Regions from separate parts of the Sus scrofa genome. Here region 2 is linked to region 1. The links are chromatin contacts, called in public Hi-C maps. All regions are on one chromosome and are shown on one strand. The core of a region is the stretch at or near the end of the contact, and the rest is flanking DNA. Distances in the headings are between cores, read along the strand shown.

Region 1 (5,249 bases), core at 1,080-3,579:
CTCAGAGGACAGGCAGCATGGTCAGCCCCCAGGTTCATCCCTCTGGCCTCATCTCTCCATGACTTTGAGCCTCACATTCTTTTGCCCATAATGAATTAATATCAGCTTCTCAAACTCCCCATGCTTTTCCTTTTCTCTAAGCTTTGGCTCCTTCCCCAACCTCCCTCATGTCCCCTGGTTTACACCTATTTTCCTCCAGGTCTGAAGGAAATTTTCCCAAACCCTGCAGTGATCCATTGAGACTTGTCAAGGTGTTTTCCTGATTGCCTCCATACCCTCCAGAAAAGTACCTGCTGCCTTGGTTTGTTCTAGATAGATAGGTCAATGATAAAGTCTGACAGCAGAGGCCACATCTATTCCACTCCACTCATTCCATTGACAAGTCTCAATGGATCACTGCAGGGTTTGGGAAAATTTCCTTCAGACCTGGAGGAAAATAGGTGTAAACCAGGGGACATGAGGGAGGTTGGGGAAGGAGCCAAAGCTTAGAGAAAAGGAAAAGCATGGGGAGTTTGAGAAGCTGATATTAATTCATTATGGGATTGAACTTGTGTCCCAGTGCTCCCAAGATGCCTCTGATCCCATTGTGCCACAGTACATAACACAATGCCTAGATGCTCAGAAATATTTGAAAAGCAAGTCAGAATTTCAAGTCCACATGCTCCAGTGCATAAATATGATAGTTAATTTCATGTGTCAACTTGGCTAGGCTATGGTGCACAGGTGTTTAATCAAACACCTGGCTAGCTGTGGGGAAGACGTTTTTAGATGTGATTAACATTTAAATCCGCAGACTCTGAGTGAAGCAGATTATCCTCCATCGTGTGAGTGAGCTCCAGTCAATCAGTGGAAGGTCTTCAGAGCCAAAACTGAGGTTCTCCAAAGAGGAAGGAGTTCTCTTCAAGACAAACATGGAGGAAGTTCCCATTGTGGTTCAGCAGTAATGAACCTGACTAGTATCCATGAGGACTCGGATTCAATCCCTGGCCTCGCTCAGTGGGTTAAGAATCCCTGAGTTGCTGTGTAGGTCACGGACGTGGCTCAGATCCTGCATTGCTATGGCTGTGGCATAGGCCGGTGGCTACAGCTCCAACTCAGCCCTTAGCCTGGGAACTTCCATGTGCTGCAGGTGCAGCCCTAAAGTGAATTTAAAAAAAAAGCAAAAACACTAAACTAAGCATGGAAACCTTGCCTGAGTTTTCAGGCTGCTGTCCTGTGGAATTAGGACTCGAGACAGCAACCTCCATGCTCACCTGAATTTCCAGTCTCCCAGCCTGCCCTATAGAGTCCAGACATGGTAGGTTCACAGTCACATAAGCTAATTTCTTAAAATAAATCTTTCTTCTGTTTTTCTAAAGAACTCTGTTTACTACAGCACAAAAAGTACATCTTCCATTTGTACTTTGCCTCTCCATTTGATCACTGGGTCAGAATGCTCATCTCCTCTAATTCAGTCCAATTCAGTAGTGCTTTCTTGTCCAGAGTCCCTCTCCAGGCTATGCTGGGCCCACACAGGGTGGGAAAGTGGGGCCTGGGTCTTTGATAATCTTCTCTCTCCTGGTTTGCATCTGCTGAGGTGGCCAGAACCCCACCTGGCTCTATGTCTCCACAGTCACACAGGTGGGAGGTCCCATCAGGCCTGGCTTCCTCTTCCTCAGTGGTGTCCATGTGCCTCTGGGGCCCACAGACATCATTGTGCTGAATCTAGAACTCGGGAGCTCAGAGACACCAGATACCTGTGTGCCTGGGGAACCAAAACTGTCCTTCAGCTCTGAGCTCCTCCTTCCTTCCCAGAGCTTTGTCCAGGGAAGAAGGCCCTACCCAAGATATAAACCTGAAGGGCTCTTGGAGTTCCCTGGTGGCTCAGCAGGTTAAGGATCTGGCTTGTCACTGCTGTGATGGGGGTTCGATCCCTGGCCCAGGAACTTCCACATGCCAGAGGTAAGTCCAAAAACAAACAAACAGACAAAAAACAGAAACGAAACAATCGAGGAGAGTGCAGTAGCTCTTTCTTGGCATACAACAGCATTAAGCCTCAGCACTGGAGCAGGGTCAATGAATAGCCCCCCAAAAATATACAGGCATGAGCTAACCCCCAGAATCTGTGGGTGTGACCTTATTGGGAAAAAGGATCTTTGCAGATGAAATGAAGTTAAGGGTCTCAAGATGAGATCGTCCTGGATTATCCAGGTAGGTCCTAAATCCAATGACAAGTGTCCTGAAAAGAGCTGGAAAAGGAAACGACCCAGATGAGGAGAAGGCCGTGGATGATGGAGGCATAGACTAGAGTGGTACCACCATGAGCCAAGGACACCTTGAGCTGCCAGAGGCTGAAGGAGGCAGGAAGGACCCTCCCCTAGAGCCATAAGAGGGAATATGGCCCTGAAACGCCTTGACTGCAGACTCCTGGCTTCCAGAAGTGGGAGGAGATTGCATTTCTGTCATCTTGAGCCCCTCCATCCATCTGTGGTGCTTTGTTAGAGCAATCACAGGAAACTCTCACCACGGATGGCCTTCCCTTTGAGGGGAAATTGTATAGTCAAGACGAAGGAGGTAATAGACTATTCTTACTCATCATCAATTTTTTTTTTTTTTTCTGATCTAATGTACGTGCCAGGAATCTTTTCCACTCCCCTGGGGGACTAAGCTCCTAGAACTGCAGACGTCAGTGAGAAACTAGCTGACTAAGCCTGGCCGGGTGGGGGCGAGTGAGGAGGCCAAACAATTCTACACTGGGAAATCACTTTAAGAAATCGCTTCTGAGAACTTTTAGGAACATAATTTTCTTTTTCTGTAATTGTCCTGAATTCTCCCTTAGAGGGTATGTACGCAGTCCAACAGACACATGGCTCAGGGATTATCCCAAATGCTACTTTCTTAAGCTGGAAACCAATCTACTGCCCACCCCTGGTTTTTTTCTTCATGAGCATACATCCTTCTTTCCTCGATGTTCCTCATGTGCAAATATGACTACCTGTGACCCAAAGCATCCCCACTAACCAGGAAATAACCTCTGAAAGGACAATTCTTTGACCCAGAGGTTGTTCCTGGTCATTATTTGTCCATATCTCCACCAACCCCCTTGACAGCCTTTTCCCAATAACAGAGAAACACTGCACCTCAAACATTTCCAAGGCTCTAAATGCTGTGCTCACCCAGGGGTCTTTCTACAGAATAAAATAATAAATTATGTATCACTGTCATTGCAAAGGGTTTTTTTTTTTTTTCAAAGCTTTCTCTTTTTTTTTTTTTCTTTTAAGGACACATCTGTGACTTATGGAAATTCCCAAGCTAGGGGTCAAATCAAAGCTATGGCTGCTGGCCTATGCCGTAGGCACAGCAGTGCAGGATCTGAGCTGCATCTACAACCTACACCATAGCTCACAGCAATGCCAGATCCTTAACCCACTGAGCAAGGCCGGGGATCCAACCCACATCCTCATGGATCCTAGTCAGGTTCCTTAAACGTTGAGCCACGAAGGGAACTCCACAGAGTGATTTTCATATAAACTTTGACTTTAAGCAGACCTCAGTCCAAATTCCAGCTTCGCCCTAATGTGTGACTTGTAGCTAATTATTTAAACTGTCAGTATCTCAATTTCTTTATCTGTGAAATGGAGATAATAACATCTAGCTTATAAGGCAGTGGTGAGGAGTAAAAGGGTTATAATATGAAAAGCAGTAAACACCAATATTTTTTCTCTTTATCATCTCCCATTTTTTTCTAAATGGATTCCTTACCAACCATGATGGACTATTACATAACCACTAAAAATAATTCTTCATAGGAGGAGTGTTTAATAATGTGGGGGACATTTGGGTTATGTCATGAAGTTGAAAGGGTTATTAAGCAGTATGCATGATATGAGCCCCATTTAGATAGAAAAACACACAGGAACTTATACAAAGTCTTGCATTAAAAATTATAGAGGCATTCCCGTTGTGGCTCAGCAGTAACAAACCCAGCTCGTATCCATGAGGATTCTGGTTCGATCCCTGGCCTCAGTCAGTGGGTTAAGGAAAGAGTGCTGCTGTAGCTGTGGTGTAGACTGTCAACTACAGCTCTGATTTGACCCCTAGCCTGGGAACTTTCATATGTCACAGCTGTGGCCCTAAAAAGAACAGAAAAAGTATAGAAAAATAGACTTAGAAGGATCCATACTGAAATTTTAATAGCAGTTATCTCTAAGGTGGTAGTTTATGAGTAATAAATATTTTCTTTCCATAGTTTTCAAATGTTCTATATAGTACACATAAGGGCAGAAAAAAAAATTAAATGTGCCCTTGGATAAGTTACTATGCCTGTTTGCATACTGACAAATTGGGGAGAATAAGAATGTCTTAAGATCAAAAGAGAAAATACCTATAAAATTGCTAGAAATTTTAATGTAAGAAATCAGTTTCCATTGCTAACATATTATGGCTGAGTTATGGGTAATTGGTGTTGGGCTGAAAGGAAAGTTTTAGCACAAAGTAACTTTCAGTTGCTCCAGACGTGTTCTTTGCTGTGTACTTATAAGGAGACATTTAGTGTGATTATTAAAGCAGTCAGGGCTGGCACTGTGGGCATGAGACCTATATGGTTATACAGGTCCCCCCTCAGAAGGACCTCATTCTTGGTTTAACGCTCTTGAAATTCTGCTGCCACTATCTTGAAAGTCTTCATAAATTTGAACCAAGGGGCCCATGATTTCACTTTTCACTGGTCCTTGCAACTTATATAGCCTGCCCTAAATATAATTGACTGTGTGTGTGTGTGTATGAGAGAGACCTTGTGTACATTTCAAAAGTTGAGTATTCTGTGGTATGATTGAAAGTGGATGGAGGGAAGGAAGTTTCTTTGGCTAAACCTGGAAAAAGGTACAGGTGAAGTGAGGCAATTAGAACCTACTTGCTGGGAACTGACCAAGTGGCAGCTGGTGGGCTTTCTGAATTATATCATCTGCTGGCAAACGAAACCAGTTAACTGAACCCTTATTAAGGGCTTCTCTCCTCTCAGTTCATATTAAACATTCGAGAATTTGTTCATACTTCAGATAAAATTCTAAGCGAAATGGAAAAGACCCTCTAAAAATAGAAAATGCTCATTCTGGAGTTCCTGCTGTGACACAATTGGATTGGTGGCATTTCTGTAGGGCCAGGATGGAGGTTCGATCCCTCCCCCTGGTATAGTGGGAGGGAGGGAGGAAGGAAGAAAGGGAAAGAGAGAAAGGGATAGAAGGAAAGAGAGAAAGAGAAAAAGAAAGAAA
Region 2 (5,249 bases), core at 1,254-3,753, 510 kb before region 1:
TGTCAACAAGTCAGTTTGTACATTCCTATAGATGTTCCCTTTAGAGACGTAGAGAGTATGTACTTGAAGTCGTCATGGGGTTGCTGTGAGGAGTAAATGAGGTTCAGGTAAGCCCATGGTTGATGCCCAGTGAGTTCTACTTGGGGAATCAGGAGTCCAGTTGGGAATCAGGCGACTAACCTTGTCTGACAGGTGAATGTGGTAATGACAATGCCTAGAATGGGCACGCCCCCTTATGCAAATGGGTGGGTCTGCGCTTACCTGTCTGTGTGCTGTTCCGTGAGCATTTTTAGGAAATGGGTGAAGGTCTGGCCTTGCAGGCTGGGATCTGTGAAGGGAAGACTTAACCCAGAGGACTGCAGGTAGAGGATGAATCTGGGAAGCCTCCAAAGCCCCAGGTGCTTTCTTCACAAGATTTTGCAATTTTATTCTGGATTTTTGGATGTTTCCTTTTTTTGTTTTTAAAAATTATTATTATTATTTTTTACAGCTGCACCTGTGACATATCAAAGTGCCCAGGCTAGGGGTCAAATTGGAGATGCAGATGAGGCCTATGCCAGAGCCACAGCAACATGGGATCCAAGCTGCATCTGTGACCTACATTGCAGCTTGTGGCAATGCCAGATCCTTAACCCACTGAGATAAGCTAGGGATTGAACCCATGTCCTCAAGGAAACTATGTCTTGTCCTTAACCAGCTGAGTTAAGCCACAGTGGGAACTCCAGCTTTTTGCTTTTTTATGCTTTGGCCTCTGACATCACTAAGCAGGCAAATCCTTAGTAAACTGTACAAGGACTTGGACCTTTGTGATTTTATGCTACAGCTTTATCCATTAGGAAATACGCTGATAAATGAAAGTGGTTCTGTGCCTTTGCCCACTGCTTCTCAGTATGCAAAAGCTCTTCACCGACACTGGAACACTTGATCCCATACAAAAAAGTAGGGTCTTTTTCTCCCTTTCTAAAAATGGAGAAAATACTACCTCATAGAGGTTAAACAATTTAGTCAAAATTATCTATGTAGTATTTTATTAGGAGTTGGAATTAAAAATCTGATCTTAGGGAGTTCCCGTCATGGCTCAGCGGAAACAATCCAGCTAGGAACCATGAGGTTGTGGGTTCTATCCCTGGCCTTGCTCAGTGGGTTAAGGATCCGGCGTTGCCGTGAGCTGTGGTGTAGGTCTCAGATACGGCTCAGATCTGGTGTTGCTGTGGCTGTGGTGTGGGCTGGCAGCTACAGCTCCAATTGGACCCCTAGCCTGGGAACCTCCATATGCCATGGGTGCAGCTCGGAAAAAAAAAAAAAAAAGACCAAAACTAAAAATCAAAATCTGATCTGATGGCCCTAATATCCTTGGGAGGCAGAGCTTTGACTCTTACAAACCAGGAACATCCTTTTTCTTTCTTTTTTTTTTTTTGTTTTTGTTTTCTTTTAGGTTTCTATAAATTCATAATTTTTCTCTGTTATACATAACCACAGAATGAAAATAAATGCCATCTGACCTGCTAGGTCACACAGGGAACTCTACTCAATATTCTGTATTAACCTGTAAGGGAAAAGAATCTGAAAAAAATGGATATGTCTATGTATAACTGAATCACTTTATTGTACAGCAGAACATTGTAAGTCAACTCTGCTTCAATAAAACTTAAAAAAGAAAAGAAAGAAAACCCCATCCACATCACAGCGTTATCTTGGCTCCCAATATAGAGGGAAAAATATGTGCACATCTTTCAACAGTGTAACCCATCATTGGATGGCGTGGAGACTTTCCCATGTAGGAGATTCTGAAGCCTGAGAGTTAAACGCCAAAGTTGACTCTTACCACCTTTGTGAATCAAATGGATATTTAGTTTCACAATTAATAAATGGCAGAGGGATTAAACTTTGATTTCTATTTGTTTTGTATTTACGTCCTCCAGAATCTCCTAAGGATGACTCTAGGCTATGTTTTTGGGAATCTGGGGAACCACACACCACCTGTTTCTCAAGACCCCATTTAGTGGAGGCTGCTGAGATGCAGGTCTAAACACAGCCCCCCATCATCTGAGGCCTGCCCTCTGGGGATGTGGTCCCTCTTTTTAGTCGGAGTTGGTAGATGGCATACAATGCCTAATGCCCCCACAAATTGCTTAGCGTGTGCTACTCAACTAGAGGTAGCTGGACTTAGAGTCACCTTCCCAAGGCAGCCCTTTAGTCCCCATCCGGCTCAGACCCTGGGTCCTCACCCGGTACCTCACATAGCGTCTGCCTCCAGGCTCACGGCCCTGCAACATCTAGGATAAAGGTCAACGATGACTCCCTCTTTGTGGCCCACATGGGCTCTTGTGTGCTGATGGCACTGTCCCTATAACCACTCATGGTGAGTCCTTGGGCATCTGTCTGGCACAGTTGACTGGGCACCCTGGGGACCCGACAGTGTGTTCTGTTCACTGTGGATCCCCAGTACCCTGGGTCAGGGCCTGGCACCCAGCTGGCTCCCAGTGCTCATTGAAAAGATGCAGGAACCACTGTGGCAGCCAGAACTGCCTCTCACAGTCTGGCTGATGCCTCACCCAACAGGTATACCCCAGATGACTCATTTGGGTTTGCCCTTTTCCCTTCTCCTTTCACGGCTCTAAAAAATGGATCTTGGACAAATTCAGCACTCTAGTAAGAACTGGATTCCTGTTTTCCCCTTTTTATTGAAGATTCCTGGCCAAGAGGTGGGTGCCACCCAGATAACCTAGACTAGGCAGTTGCAGCGTCCCCACTGGGGGTTCCTGCCCAGGGGGTTTTCCCAGGCAGAGTCAGGGTTTACCGGAAAGTTGTTCTTTCTCTTAGTCCACGAGGAAGTCTTGTAAAGAGAGAAAATCCTGCCGGCAGAGCCCTGACACAGAAACGATCCCCAGTGGAGGGCCTGATCCTCCGGGGAAAACAGAATCAGTCATCCTGAGTGATGGTTCAGGAATAACAGATCTGATCAGTTGCACGTGTTACTGAAAGCCTGCGAAGTTCCTCTCCTGGAGGACACAGTGTCTGCTGAGAGGAAGACAGAGATTGCAACCCTATGTCCTGTGATATGTAGAAAAAAAATCTGAGAGAGAATGGATATGTGTATATGAATGATTGGGTCACTTTGTTGTATAGCAGAAATTGTCACAGCCTTGTAAATTAACTATACGTCAATTAAAAGTTTTAAAATTTTTTTAAAATTTAAAGAGTCTAAAAATTATACAAAATATAGTAGACGATGCTCCTTAATTCTGGTGCTTATGGCCCCAGGTCAGGGGACACAGTTTGGGGATGGATTCCAGGCTGGATTCCGGATTCTGGCTTCTGCCTCCACGGTGGGGCAGCCCAAGGACAGAGCCGCAGGTCTCTAGGTAATGCATGGGAACCTGGACCCGACCCTGGAGCATCCCCTGCAACCTCACACCACCCTCTGCTGCCTAATCTCCTCCCTCCTCCTGTGCACCCCGGCCCACGCAGCCTTCCACAGCTTACTAGAACCTCCTTTATCACACTCCAGTGAAAAACGTCTGTTCGTGTGCTTATTTCCCAAATTATTACAGCGTCTGTGCCATACAGCGTCTGTGCCAGGCATTGTTAGAAGTGTGTTACACGTATTAGCTCATTTCATCTTTACAATAACCCTGTGAGGCAGGGGTCACTGTGGTCCCCATGGAACCACTGGGGGCGAGTTCTCCGTGATTCACTCTTTTTGTCCTCAACCCAGAGTGACATTGCTTAGAGAAGCTCTGGGGACGCAGAGTTGAGTGACGGAGTGGATGAAGGAATGTGCTGTTTACTGGCGGTTTGCAGAACGAAATTCATCATGTCAACTCAGCACTTTCCTACTTTCTTCCTTCTCGGCCTCGCTTCTCTATCTTATCCCTCTGTTTTCCCAATCCTTCCTCCACCACCTCAAAGACAAAGATGTAAGCCAGCTGAAGTCAAGGATCCATTAAAAACAAAGTCTCTTAATTGGCTAAAGTTACATTTTTTTCTGTTTGCTCTCTGTGGTTTGTGAAAGAATGAGGTTGGTGTTATGGTCTGTTTGGAAAATGCCCTTTGAGAACAGGGACAGTTAATGACTGTTTCCCACTGAGTCCAGCAGACGGGTGCCAAGTACCCTGTGGGCATGGAGAAAATATTAATTGATGTTGATTTCCTTACTTATTTAAATATGCTAAATGGCCCCTGAGAAACTCCCAAAGCGTTAACATGTTACCCCAAATACATGACTTATCCACGAAGTACTTTCCTGTTTACTGAGAGTTCAGTGTCTCTGTTTGGGAAGCCTATTGATTGTGTAAATTTGATGCTTTCACACAGGGAGAAGTGGAATAAGATTTGGTGATAAAAATAGTAGAAAATATTCCTGATTTCAACTAAGTCAACTTGAATACTAAGTTGCCTGTGCGTGAGAGGCCCCCGTGGGTCCATGCAGAGGGGAAAGTCCTAAAAAATTGTTAAAAGTTGAAATATGACAAGCTTGATGGTTTCCCCTTTTTTTTTCCTCTTCTAGAGCACCTCAGCATCAGCCAAAAAATTTCAACCGTTGGACATTTTTGCTGCTCGAATTGTTGGGAAATAATTTTATTTCAAACCCAAATCACAGAAAGTTTTTCATTTAAAGAAAATAGGAAGCAGTTTAGAGTTATCAGTGCCTTATACGTTGAGAGATTCCAGCATATATTAGGCAGATGAGTATGTAAAGTGGTATAAATAAGATTCCTCTTGTCATCACTTATGTAGATTGTGGTCCTGAGTCTCTCTGTGGGCTTCCGACAAGCCATCAACATCCATGAAGGACGATTTTCCTTCGCTGAATTTGTTAAGAAGTGGTCAGATGATTAATACCAAGGGCCGGTGTCAGTGTTGGGCTTTGTGTGTGGTTTGTGATCATGCAGGACAGGACAACAAAGGGATTTTGAAGATGTTGTTAGAGTTTCATGAACTTAGACAGTGAAATAACACAAAAAAATTTACAGTCCATCTCTTGAAAAATTGAGCCAGATGTGTCTTAAAATTTGGAAGGTTTCAAATATTAGACTGTGATTTAATAGGCATATTACCCATTGTATAAGAGCCCTAGCAAGTTTTGCAGCATCACTCATAATCTGAACTGTTAATAGATCTCTAGTCAAATAGATCAATGTTCTCATCAGTGGGAGAAGGACCCTGCATAGCTACCCACCACTTGGGGACAAGTTTTTCCCGCAAATGACTTAGCACGAAAATCTCACTTTCCAGAAATTTGGGGA

The links. A called contact is a pair of places that touch in the nucleus more often than the background predicts.
Region 2: a contact with region 1 is called in a Hi-C map of retroperitoneal adipose tissue, with 2.0 times the contacts expected there. The contact joins two enhancer-like sites. A contact is called at or near these places in 2 of 47 Hi-C or Micro-C datasets (retroperitoneal adipose tissue and subcutaneous adipose tissue) and 1 of 2 datasets of contacts at active chromatin or transcription factors (alveolar macrophages).

Annotation. Positions count from the first base shown.
Region 1 is chr13:198,661,406-198,666,654 of Sscrofa11.1, reverse strand. No RefSeq gene overlaps it. Among named protein-coding and RNA genes, the nearest start is that of RUNX1, 29 kb to the right of the region's middle. Within about 2 kb of position 2,329, at least 6 of the 83 cell types and tissues checked have an H3K27ac peak or open chromatin away from gene starts, as enhancers often do. A contact at or near this core is called in retroperitoneal adipose tissue, where this site is marked.
Region 2 is chr13:199,176,290-199,181,538 of Sscrofa11.1, reverse strand. No RefSeq gene overlaps it. Among named protein-coding and RNA genes, the nearest start is that of SETD4, 410 kb to the left of the region's middle. Within about 2 kb of position 2,503, at least 1 of the 83 cell types and tissues checked has an H3K27ac peak or open chromatin away from gene starts, as enhancers often do. A contact at or near this core is called in retroperitoneal adipose tissue, where this site is marked.